2 separate regions of the Oryzias latipes genome follow, and region 2 is linked to region 1. Evidence: chromatin contacts called from public Hi-C data. All regions are on one chromosome and are shown on one strand. Each heading gives the region's core, a stretch centred on a gene start, on an enhancer-like site or on the middle of the called end of the contact. The rest is flanking DNA. Distances are from core to core; before and after follow the strand shown.

Evidence for each region. A called contact is a pair of places that touch in the nucleus more often than the background predicts.
Region 2: a contact with region 1 is called in a Hi-C map of embryo, with 2.1 times the contacts expected there. The contact joins the promoter of farp2 here to the promoter of LOC101155178 in region 1.

Annotation. Positions count from the first base shown.
Region 1 is chr4:3,997,443-4,004,224 of ASM223467v1, reverse strand. LOC101155178 (GTP-binding protein REM 2) reads left to right here and starts at 3,050. Exons shown (of 6, transcript XM_011473766.2): 1 at 3,050-3,394; 2 at 3,514-3,574; 3 at 4,363-4,672; 4 at 4,808-4,881. The coding sequence starts at 3,521. It overlaps LOC105353878 (transcription factor MafA), which reads left to right. Exons shown (of 5, transcript XM_023954018.1): 5 at 953-2,511. The coding sequence ends at 1,114.
Region 2 is chr4:4,219,745-4,226,526 of ASM223467v1, reverse strand. farp2 (FERM, ARHGEF and pleckstrin domain-containing protein 2) reads left to right here and starts at 2,621. Exons shown (of 27, transcript XM_011473774.3): 1 at 2,621-2,719; 2 at 3,338-3,560. The coding sequence starts at 3,360.

The sequences.
Region 1 (6,782 bases), core at 1,801-4,300:
ATCTGAAATAAATTGCTCACAACTCCGCATACAAAAGACAAATCAAAGTGCCAGATCTTAGCACCGGATTTCTGTACATCAGTCTGGCATGTCCAAAGTCCGACCCCTGGCCCGAATGTGGCCCGGCTGACATTTCTGTCGGCCACAGGCTCTTGTCATAAAAAATTAACCTAATGGCCCAAAGCCCTTTCTTTAGCCTGTGTAGGATTTTTCATTGTGATTGGCTAAATTTAGTTGTAGGCTGTTGTAAAGGTTTGGCAACAACCTGTTGCTTTGACCTTTACAGCCTACAGGGACAAACCAGAAGAACATCATTTATTATTTTCTTTGATCAAAAACACTTTGGTTTGTAAGTCTGAGTAAGATTTTAATAATGAAGATTTATAATGAATAATGTATAACATTTCATGTCAACCCAGACAAACATTTTCTTCATTTTAGTTCTGGACTTCAAATCAGAAATTCACAATAATTTTGGTTAAAATGTATTTAAATGAAAAATATCCCATTGGAAAGATTTCTTTTCATTAAATATCTCTATTATAATGCTATTATAAGGGTTCGGAGAATGCAGGCCGAATGGTTGGCCCTCACATTTTCACCTTTTGTAAAACTGACCCTCTTTGCCCAAAGTCTGCCCCCCCCCCCCCCCCCCCCCCCCCATCGTGGGTTTTTCATATCTTCTCCTGATTATCTGAACACCTGCAAAAAAACAAGATCCATTTTTTTTTTTCAGAAGAGGGAAATGTTGACAAGTAGAGGTCAATCCAGTTCAGACAGAGTTGCAACTCAAGAATTAAAATTTAAAAAGTAATTGATGACCAGGATCTTGGGCCCGTTTTTCTTCTAGACCCCTAATAGTTTTCTTTTGTATTTTGGAGTGTGCCAAATAACTCCTATAGAAAATTGAGGATTCAAGTGTGTGTTTTTGTTCCTTGGGTCTTTATTTCAGCTTGAGCAACTACAGTGTGAGCTGACCCGAGTGCTGAGGGAGAGAGACGCCTACAAGGCTCGGTACGAGAAGCTCCTCAGCACCAACCCTGGAGCCGGTGGAGATGCTCCTCCAACACGCACAGGCAACCCAGCCTCCCCACCACCTGACTACTTCCTCTGAGTTCAGCTCAGGAGGACGACCAGCCTAAATGGAGCATCAGCTGTCGAGTAATCAGACTTTCAGAGGAGTATAGTATTTGTGTGGGCCGTGTGAGCGTGAGAGAGAAAAGGCAGGCTTTGGCAGATAGTGTGTGGGGCTGCACAACAGCAAAAATCTCCCTGTGAGTGACTGACTTTTGTTTGAAGGGGTGTCACTCGGGCCTCGGCCGCTTTATGGACTTAGATTTCCTTCACTGTGAATGCACAGCTCTCCAGCGCAGAGCTCCTCAGTGCAGCATTTGACAAATGTAACTTTGAGAATGCACCGGAATCGCTTCATTATGCAAAAAGAGAGAAAAAAAACACAGATGAGTATGATATCTATGCAAAAGTACACTTTATCTGCTCTCCAAATGAGTGGTTGAAGCTCGCTGTAGTTAATTATTTTCATTTTTATGTGCTGCTAAAGCTGCAGAGGTCTGAGTAGTGCAGTGGTGATACACATGGAGTGGTATGGGCCTGGATGGAAGTGTCCACAGTATGCAGTTGAATATCCGCCAGCTAATATTTCACAGTTGCCTACCAAAGTGTTTAAGCTCACCAAGACTTCTTATTCTTTGTAAGATGAATAATCATAGATGAAAGAATGTAAAAGAATACCTTTCATGGGAATTTTCCAGTGATTGTGCTAAACGAATAGTGGAAATATAGCTCTTGGGTTTCAGCAAAGAAAAGTTCTTTTTGTTAGTTGAAGACTTTATTAGCCATTACAGTGACAGGGTGTAGGTTTGTCATTTTGCTCTGAAAAAACATGTTTTTGTGGGACTCTTGACTCAGACGGGGGCCGATGGTGAGCTTGATGACAACAAATGATAAAGACAGAAGAAAACATAAAGGTGTGGCATGATTTGTGTGGTTTTGTCTAGTTCTCCGGCCTAAATACCATATTTATGGGGGAGTCAAACAGCTCAGACGTTTGTGAACAATCACTATATTCAACGTGGCACTAGAGAGCTGGTGACTATGGAATACTGATGACTCATTTAAGGTGCAGGGATAAACAGAAATGCAAAAAAAAAAAAAGATTTTCATGGAGACTCTTTCTTAAATGTCCCATGGAACGTTTGCCAGGTTTTGTGCATTAGAGCTATTTATTTTGTTTGGGTGTAGGTTCCAATAAGTTGTTCTTTTATTTATTCACTTATTTATGATGTATTTACCGTTTATTTATGTACGGATTCTAATTATTTAACTGGTTTTATTCCATTAGCATGTATTTTTACTTTCCTACAGTTTATTCTTTTATTCAGTTGTAATTAGAATTAACAGAACAAAAAATGGCCATTATCCTGGTTTTCTGCTCTTGTTGTAGTGTGGTTTTATATGCCTATGAAATAAACAAAGTTCTTTAACATCCTTTACAGTGTGTCGGCTGCGTTTTGTGCGTCCTGCGTGGCTTTTGACCTCCTCCGTTCCCCTATCGGAGCATCTCCCACGTTCAGCGCCATGCGGGCCTTTTCTCTGTGCCCGGCTCCATGCCTGTCTTTATCCCTCAGCCTCCATATAGTGAGGCTGTGACCCTGGTTGTGTGCTGTTTGGGATGACCTCATCTCCAGCTCTGCCTCCCTCTCTTTGGCCTGTACAATAGGACCTGGATTAGGGCTATAATAGCTCACTGCCGGAGTCTATTGTGGCATTGTGTGGGAGGGGCGCACCACTGCTCATGGTCCTGCTCACATTTTGACAGAAAACACATCCAAATATTGGGTAAGGAGACGGACAGGGGCCGTGAACCCATTCCTAACAAATGCAACAGATGGTAGATGTGGTTCTGGTAGAAATGTTTTTATTCGGTCTCCACTTTTTTAACAGAAATAAATCAAGCATGAGCTCAAATAGAGTACTAGGACAAAAAAGCCCTCAACTCTCTTTGAGGACTCTTGTGTTACACCGCCCCCTAGCGGTGGCGTTCTGTACCGCCTCCCATCTTTTGTGGCACGGAGCATCTTTGCAGAAAACTGCAGGCTGCCTGCATTTATCCGCTCTGCTTTGATCGCAGCGATGTCACGCTTTCACAGATGATGGGGGGGGCATTTTATCTCATATTACTGTCAGTCAGTGTAATGACTGACAGACTCGTGCGCAGAACTGGACCCTAACATGAGTAGCAGGAGAGAGGGAGATACGTTAACTGAGGAAGAGGAGGAGGAGGAGGAGAGAGAGAGAGAGCACCGGGGAGAAAGCCAAAGAGACATAAGGAGAGAAGGAGCTTCCTTTGCAGTTGCATCCAGACACCTGACAGGTGAGAGCTCAGAACTGCATACCCTGGCTCATCAAGTGAGTAGGGTGGGGGTTCAGAGGGGTGGCTCTGTTCTCTTTGTGCCTCTTTGTGTGGATTCCTCACAGATTGATTGATTTCAGTTTGCAGATGCCGACAGATGTGCCCGAACACAGACTCAGCGCCGAGGAGACTGCACACAAGGTAAGGGACGTGAAGCGTGATGAGAGGCTACGATTTGTCACGTTTTCTTGCGAGTCGAGTGAGAGTGGATGTTGTGGGTGGGCAGTGCTGCACGATGTGGGTGTCCTGCATAAAAAATTACTAGATGTGAAGTTTGCAAGCGTGGACTCTCGAATCCCCCTTAGAATGGCAATGCTGGCTCATCTACTGAAATATGAGTCCAAAACGCTAATTTATACATTGTTTGGCCATTTATTAGGCACTAAGCATGTTAAAGGTTCCATGTTTTTTCTTCTTCTTGTATGTTTTTTTTCCCAGCTTTTTGGAAATTTTTACCCAACTTAAGCAATATAAACAAGTTGGGTTAGGTAAAAAGTTAAGTTCTTTAAGCCTAGGTTGAGTAAAAATTCCCAAAAAAGCTAAAAAATAAAAATAAAAAAAATAAAAAACACACAAGAAGAAACAGAGACCCATTAATATGCTTTAAAACAATTCCTTAACCCAATAAAGTTTTTTTCCCCACAATTTTCCAAGTTTCCATTATTTCCATTATTGCGCAAACCAAATTCACTGTCTATAAAATTCTTGGACTCATATAGAGAAGAAATTCTAACTGGATCAAATGTTTTATTATATAGTTATCTCTCAATAATATTTTTAGGGATTCATGTTATCATGTTAAAGTTTGTGACAGGAGATGTTTTATATGTCATATGTAAGCAAAGCAAAAATGGAAGGTGGCCAACAAGTCTTCAAATTCAAAAAAGGTTTCAGATTGATCATTTGTTCAATTGCGTCTCTCCTACCAGTGTGACAGTATGACTCTGTCCAGCACCCCGACCGTCCGCAGAGGAAGCACTCCTCTGCCGCTGAAGCACCAGCTCCGGCGAGAAGAAGCCGTCCACGAGGATGTAGAATGGACCTCAGGTGCAGCTGGACCCTCAGCTTCTCCAAACAGCTTCAACTCTGCCTTGGATGACATTCCAACTGTGGCTCTGGAGGGCCGGCCTGATGGGCCGCTAAGGATTGCCTTGCTGGGGCAGAATGGCGTGGGGAAGTCTTCTCTGGCCATCGCCCTCGCCGGTGACCTGGACCGAACTGCTTCTGTTGATTCTGAGGGTACACAGTTTTGTGTTTTGACAGGGTCAATGCAGCAGGAAGGCAGCCTTTGCTTTGTCATTACTGTGCCAGCAGCAGGTAGTAAATAAGCAAAAGCTCTCATCAGAGACCTAACCGTTCCTGTCCTTGTCCCAGGGGAGGGTTATGTGCGCACAGTCACAGTGGATGATGAGGAGAGCACCATCATTATCTATGACAACTGGAGACAGGTGAGCTGAACAACACCTCCCCGCGCTTTCCTTCACAGCTCCTCCTCTGCCGCTGCACACAGTTTGCTCTGCGGCCTTGACTCGTCAGCTCTGGTAGATGCTTTTCTTCTTATTGACTGAGCTATTGCATGAACAAAATCAAGCTCAAAGTGTTCCTTTTCAGTATGGATTTGTCCCACTTGACCTGGTTTGGTTTTATTTAAAGAGTTTAGCGAGCTGTCAAGGACAGCGTTCATTCATTCACAGAATGGCCACATGAATCGTGACAACTCCTGGATTTGTAGCTCAGAGTGTAGAGAAAACACAGGAATAACATTCATTATTCTATATAATCAAGATGATGTGTAAATAAATATACTCTCCTTGTCACTAAAGGAAAGCCATAACATGTAGTAATTAAAAAATAAATAAATCAACTTAGAGGTTCCAAAATTCTTCAAAATATAATTAACAAATGTTAAAACAAAATGTACAATGAATATATGAAAAGTGAACTAAATTTGATATGAAGCCAAGGAAGGAGAAATTTGATATGAATTCATAAAATCAGGACTAAAGTGAATTACATTAAGTTCTTCTTCCAGGTGCAGGAAAAACTCATCGGGAATGGAGTTTGAAGAAGGATCCGAGTAAAGAGGCTAGCATCAAAAAATCTGTTTAATTACAAACCTTTCAGCACGTCGCCACAACAGACCAGCTTTCACCGATCCGCACACTTGGTTTTGGCAGAAATGTTTACTTCCTGACACAACCCGGTTTTATCCAGGCCCAGGGAAACCCAGAGCCGGGGCAGCACATGGCTCATAGTTAGGCAGTAGCATGAAAGGTCTTTTGCCCAATGACCCACACTGGATGAAGCTCATGGCGCTCCCTGGAGACTGAACCCTGGTTACCCATGCGCCAATCCTAGATGCAGCCAGCTAAGTCATCCAGCCGCTGATTTAATTAGACAATTTCAAAAAGCAAAAAAGTAAAATATGAACTTAACAGGAGAAATGGGAAACGTGAAGCAAAAGATGCTAAAAGGGATGAAGAAAAGCAAGGACTTGGATGTGGGGGAAAAACTGTGCTCTTGAATATACGGAAGGGTGATTACCGGAAATACAAACAGCTGAGTCAGCGGAAACTCCAACATGGTGACTTGGAGAAGACGGTGCTGGACTTAAAAGATGACTGAAGAGATGAAAAAAAATTCATGACAGCTAAAATTAAAATGATCTCCACATTGCCAGGATCATGAAAAACCTCAGACCTGAACAGTATTTTATGTGGAGTTTGTTTGATGTTCAACCTTATCTGCATTGTAGTTTAATGGTTTCTTAGGTTTGTTAGCTTTTGGGTTTGTTTCTTCCTCCTTCCTCTGTTTCTTGTCACTAGATTTGATTAACAGCATAACCCAGTTTCTGTCTCCAGACTGGGCTGAATGGAATGAGTCATGCAGGCGGCAGAAATAAGGCTTTGAAGTTAAGGTTTTAAGATCCCTGTGTTCAAATTCTAGATTTTTAGAGACGTTAACAGCATTTACTCAAAGCATAGCTTTATCACTTCATCAAATTCACTCAAACATTGAAAAGAAGAAGATTGTTTTGTTCTGCATTGTGGAATAAGGTCAGATTTGAAACAGAACCGGCAAAAAATACTTTATTTAAACCTGAAATATTATTCATAAAAGTATCTGAAAACTACATTCGGTGAGATGAATGTTTGTCATTGCTGTCCACTTGTTGATACGTCAAACAAAGATCCATGTTTGGCAGTTGTACTTCAACTGAATTGGTGTTTGCTGGTTCAACCCTCAAATGCGAAGGACAGAGTGGTTTTCTGGTGAATAGGAGGTTTCTCTTCTGTCTGTCAGCTCAGGTTTGCGTTAAGAAATTTGCTCAAAAAAGCTTTTACTGTAG
Region 2 (6,782 bases), core at 1,372-3,871, 220 kb before region 1:
TCAGTAAAATCTGCTTCTTTCCATTTGCTGCCTAGCAAAAAGATGAACGTATTGCAAAATCTTTTACAAACATGTATGGCTTTGAATAATAAACCTCCATCTTATGTCAAGAAGAGTTCACAGATCCATATTTTCCAAACACAACACTTTCTTCTTAGTCTGAAGGATTTCTTGTAGTTCCAACATTTCTTAGATGTTAATAGGGGGCAGAGCCTTCAGCTATCGACCACCTCTTTTGTGGACTTGACTATTTCAGTTCAGCATGCAGACGCAATCACCGTCTTTGAGGCTAAACTTAAAACCTCCCCTTTCAGTAAAGCTTTTTGTTAAAGTTAGCGTGGAGCCGTGCTGCCTAAGACTTTGATTGATGAAGTTCATTTTAGGATACAGTACTTTTATATCATCCATAAATTCAAAGGTCGTTTTTGTTTTTACTCTCTTTTCTCTCCTTTGTCCCAGAAATGATGTTCCAAAACTTTTTGTTTGTCTCCTTCCTGTCCTTGCAGCAGAGAAATGCTCTCACAGAGTCTAGTACTGCTGGATGTTTCTTTGTTTTTCTTTATCCAATCATTAAATGCTTGCTGAGTACAAGGGTCAGAAGTTAGAGCCTCTGGTCACAGGCAGGAGCCGTCCTCAGAGTTATAGCCACACTAAAACTCCCAGCAACCCCCAGCGCACATTTCCTGGATGCTGCACACCTGAGTCTCAGTCACTCAATCAACCACAGCATACCTAAGCATTGCACTGAGCCTCACTCAGTGTGAAGTACTTTTTGTGTCTTCGTTATATAGTGTTATAGGTGGACCTGACCTTCTGTCTCTTTACCCTGTTTCTGCCTGCCCTGACTCTTGCCTGTCTCTCATCTACCCCTGTCTCTCATCTGAAGATCTCATGCCTGTTGTTGAACTCTGCCTGCCTGACCCTGATTTAGCTTTGTAGACTTTTAGTTGAGCTGATAAACATGCTGCAATTGGATCCAGCTGTCTGCCTGTTCTTGCGACAGTGAAAGCTCTTCACTTTAATCTGTTGGGTGCATATTTGACCTTATTGAAAAATGTGGCCCACATTAGGTTGAAACAATCTTGAATTTCTTCAGCAAAAAGTAGTCTATTTAAGTGTACTGCAAGTATACTTAGCCCATGCTAAAAGTGAGGGATTTTGCTTGAAGTTTACTTTTTATGTAGGCTACTATTTTTATATCATCAACATAAAATGTGCCAATTTAGTCTGAAGAATTCAGTAATGTTATGTCCTGCACTACATGCACATGGTCTATAGTGCACTTGCTATACTTATACTGCAGTAAAATTAAAATGTTCTAATTTATGTCTGAATAAGTATTTTGTCAACACCTGTGGTCACTGGTACACTTCCTATACTCAACTGATATTTAACTAGGCTTTATTTGAATAAACTTCAAGTGTGATACTTTCGCTTAGGGTTCTTTTAGCGAGAACTAGTCTACTTAAGTGTACTACTAGTATACTCAGTCTATACTAAAATTGAGGCAGGACACTTAAAGTTTACGTTTTGTATACTTTCTATATATTTCAAACTTAAAATGTTCAGATTTAGTCTATAAAGTATTCAGTTAGTATACTTCTACATGTATTTGGTATGCAGTATACTTGCTAGACTTAATCAGGTAAGCTATACTTCATAAAAAAAACCTTCAAGTGTACTACTTTTTGCCAAGGATTCCCGTAACAAAAAATAGTGTAATTAAGTCTACTACAAGTGTACTTATTTCATTCTGAAAGTGAAGCAGTTAAACTAAAGTTCACTTTTTGTAAACTTTCTATATATTTTAAACCCAAAATGTTTAGGTCTTAAGTATTTAGTTAGTATACTTTCAACACAACACGTACATTGTCTTTAGTACACTTACCATACTCAAGTATACCTAGTAAAGTACACTTATCGTGTACTGTTAATTTTTGTTAAGGATTGTTGGAGATAAATTAGATTAAAATACTCATAATTGGTTTTACTTGGTCAAACATTTCTGTTTTGCTTTATGTAGTACTTTAAAAAAAGTTATCTAAGTAAGCATATTTACAAATTTCACGTGCTTTTATTTTGAGACAAACCGTTTTTGTCAAAATTTTTCTGGGAAGTTGGATGTTTTCTGCAGAGCGGCCGGCAGGGGGAGCTCCATCGTCAGGTTACAAAGCAGTCTGCCTTCCAATCTTTGTAAAACGTTGATTATTTTAGTTCAGTTACCACTCAGTGGAGCTTCACTTTCCCCATGAATGTCTTGACCTAGCTCGGACTCCTGTCTGTCGACACGGACAGGTGTCTTTCCAGATCTGAACATGTACTGACAGGCCAGTTTATGTCTAACATACCTCGGTGGAAACAGTGTCGCTCAGAGTCAAATACTTGGATTAATTAATCTTTTAATTAGTGAAAGTTCATTTAAGTTTACGTAAAGGTGCGTCAAAAGTTTTTTTTATATGTATAACTTGTGTCCCTTTCAGCAGAAACAACCGTTTTTCAACATGCTTCACTTAAATCTGTGTGTAAAGAAGGTCCATCTCTTCTTCAAGCACTGCTGTCCGTGGTCACCTCGGGACCAATCGCAGCACGAACGTGCCTGCTGTCAGCCAATCACAGAGCAGGGTGAGTGCGCACTCCGCGTGACGTCGACAACGGACCGGAGCGGCGACCTGCTCGATGTCGCAAAGTTTTAGCGTTGTACCAGATTTTGGGCAAAACGGTAAGTTAAACTTCTAGAGGACGTGTTTGTTTTTGAACAGCGAGGATTTAGAGGCAGACATGTTGGTGAGGAGCTTAAAGGTCGTCTTCGCCGCTCGCCAGTCACGTACCGAGTCGAGAGGTGAAGCGGTGCCTCGCGAAACGAAAATAAACTTCCACCGATACCCCTCCGCGCACGCCGCATGCCCCACGTCGGTTACTTTGATGTATTTGTCAAACTAAAATCTAACGTCTAAAAACTTTGGAAAGTCATACAAATGTGTGAAAATATGTAACCAGAAGTGTTAGTGCGGTTTCAAAGGAGAAAAAAATAACTATTTACAATAAGATTTTTTTTTTAAAAAAAGTCTTAATTTTAACACACAGCCGCTCCTTTTTCCACAAAATATGCCTCAGCGTATTTAAAGCTCCACCTCATGTTCTCAAAGTACTTTTCACATCATCATGCACATGGCTTTTAGTCAACACATAATTATATTATATTACAAAATGCATTATATGGAGCCTGATGTTGTTATTGTAAAATTCCAGTCACAATCTGGTCGTTAATTTCCCTTCACCAAAATAAAGTGTCTTTTTGTTTGATTGAAATAACAGTATAGTCCCTGTCTGCCTGCAGGAGCCAGCAGCTCTAAGGACTAATGGGGGAAATAGAGGGTTCCTATCGAGTTCTGCAGACCCCAGGTACGAGGCTGGGAGCCCAGTTTAACGCCGGAATCAGCACCCTGGAGGCCGGCCAAAGTCTCAGCGGGAACATGGTCAGTGGGAGCAAGAGCCCCGGTCGAGGCCTGCAGGTCCGTGTGAAGGGCCTGGACGATTCCCAGGAATTCTTTGACATCGATGTAAGTTGGGTTTTCCCTTAGCCCTCTTTAATTACCTTCAGGATAAACCTGGCCTTTGGGACAGTCCTGGGTTACCCCGTTTGCATGCGGCTTGGGTTGGTGACAGCTGCCGTTTGGCTTTGGTGCCGAAATCCCTACTTACTAAGGCGTCTTATTCAGGACAAGCCGTGGAACTCAACAGGGAACTTTAACGTTGCTCTAAATCTAAGCTGGACTATGGTGGTGGTTGTTTTCCTACTTTTGTATTCTGTTGGAAATAACCACATAAAGTAACAGATGATGGTAGGGCTGTACGATATATGATATTGCAAAATGCCATATTAATGATCAATATTGCGATGAAGATATACTTTGCGATACATGAACATTAGCAACTTAAATTATACTCCAAATGACCCTCGTCTACATGGAGGCGAACATCTAACGTAAAAAGGCTCCATCCGATTGGTCAACAATGTGAAGGAATTTATTTGATTTGTTAAATACTTCAAGCTGCCATAAGATTGTTTTAGCACATTTAAGTTATCAATTTATTGCAATTTTTTCGCTGTCTTTTGCTATATGCATATTGCACTGTTTGATAATTGCGATAACGGTAAATTTGCGATTTATCGTGCAGGCCTAGATGATGGTTCAAACTTCATTTACTATCAAATTTGTTAGTAAAATAAACAAAGGCTGTACACACAACCACACACCCACATACAGAGTATGGCACAATTCAGCAGTCACCTGTTGTCCAACTTAAAAGGATGAATGTGGTCCGTAATGTCCAACAAAGGAACCCTTCAATTATCAGACACAGAATGTGGAAAAAAAGAATCCAGGAAATGACATTGTTCAATTCCTAAATAATTTATTTGTATAATGAAGCAGACAATGAGGATTTATCTTCAACAAACAAGAATTCTGTTCCTCACTGACCTTTTGCCTCTCTTTGAGGAAGCTCTTCTATCCTGCACTGTTTACCTTTATTAATGTTGTTGTTGTGTTACTGGTTATATGTATAAAATAGACCTGACCACACCCTTAAACAGTCAGACTGCTACCTCTCCACCATAAATAGATAGTAGGGGCCGGCCAGATTGTAGACCTGAACAAGACTAGGATAAATCAATCTGCAATAGACAAACAGCTTAGAGAGAAGAGATCAACTGTTGGAGCAATCACTGACAATCTACCTGGTACTCCATGCAAGATCTCACCTGGTGGAGAACAAATTATCTTGAACGGTGTGGAAAAAGTCCAGAACTACACGGGGGAACTGGTCAATGACCTAAAGAGAGCTGGAATACAGGATGTCATCATGGATTCAGATCCTGCAGAGATCCAAATGTTCCCCGGTTGAATCCAGCAGATGTCCAGACATGTCTAAAGTTCTCCAGAGACCATCTGGATGATTTAGAGGAGGAATTGGAGAAGGTTAGGTGGTCAAATTAAACCAAAATGAAACTCTTTGGTACTAACGCCAAATAAATCCCATGAACACCAGACCCACTTTGAAGCATAGGGGTGGAAACATCATGCTTTTCCACAAAGAGGACAGAATGACTGATCATTATGAAGAAAAAGATGAATGGAGCCACTTATGGTAAGATTCTGGACCAAAACCTCCTAAATCTCTGAGCGTTGAGGATAAAACATGGTTTTATCTTTCAGAATGACAATGATTCCAAACACAAACAAATGAGCAACCAAGGTGTGTCAATGTTAAAGCATTTCAAGGTTCTGCAGTGGCCTAGAAAGTGTCTGAACCTCAATCCATTGAACTTTGTTAGTGACCAAATACTAATTTTCTGCTCCATTATACAAATACATTCTCTAAAAAATCAACCAATGTAATTGATGGATTCTTTTTTACATTCTGTCTCTTACAGTTGAAGTGTGTGATGACGATAACAGACCAATCTCAGTTTTTAGACTGCAGAATCTGTGACTGACGAATACTTTTTGGTCCCACTGTGTATATACTCACTAATATTTATATACATTTGTATTTGCAGAGATATTTAACAACAAAATCAATATTGTTGATTTTTTTCTACTTGCCAAATACAATATGGCTGCATCACCAGGCAAATAGGAAGCAATAAGGAAGCCATTGGATCAAAGTGTTATTTCCTGTCACTTCCTGCCGGGGGAAAAAGTTTTCAAGCCAGCTCAACACAATACTTCTAACACCCATTGAAGTTGTCAGATAATGTGGATGTGTGATTACTAGACCCAAAAGCATCTGATTGTGTTAGAATTGACCATATTTATACCTTCCTAAACCCCTGCGTAGCCACAACAATAACTGATCTGGCAGATGCAGTTTGGGAGCGCCGCTGAGACAGACGTTTCTTAATCTAATGCACCACATGCTGATTGGAAGTCAGGTTGATAGACGGTGACTGGTTCAAGTTCTGTGTCTGTCTGACACTGGCTTTGTGTCTCGTCATACTGGCAGAAAATGATCTTTTAGATGCTTTTGGTCTATTTTTTTGGTTTAGGTCATGTTTGCCTCCGCTGAGCCTCATTGTGCTCAGTGATAGCGATGTATTTCTGCTCGGTGCTGTGATAGATGGATGACAGAAATACATGAGGATTGTGTGTTGTCATGCAGACTGCAGTGAGTCTTCTCCCTCTGAGAGGGTCTGTTGTTCACCATCTGTACGTCATATTCATTCATTCTGAAGAGACTTGAGAGAAAAGCATTTATCTTTATGTATGAAGGGACCATATGACCATATTCATTAGCGGGTTTTGTGTGTCATTTCTGTTAAACTCCACTGTTGTATTTCTAGTTGACCACAGTCTAAAGAGAAGCAAATGAAGCGGTCTAACTGAAGCCTTTTTTCTGCAGTATGCAAATAAATGCGTATCATTGCAGCGTTGAACATTTGCAATGGCCTTGATGGGCGAGTTGCTTGGCCCCTTTGTCTTGTACAACAGTGGTCCCCAACCTTTGATTTCAGGTCACAGAGCGGTTTAAAGTCAGACAATTTGTTTGTATTTGTTTACTAGATTTCGTGTAGGAACTACTAAAATGTGATGCAGATTTTTTCTTAACTCATAACCTTCAAAGTGGAAGCTAAAAAATTGGACGCCAACTTCAGCCTCATCCATCTTTTAAGGTGCGACAGATACTTTTGCAATATGGTCACTAAAACTATTATTTTTTGAATATAATCATAAACTTGAATCCTCTTTTTGAGCAACTTTATTAGCAGCATCCTCGAA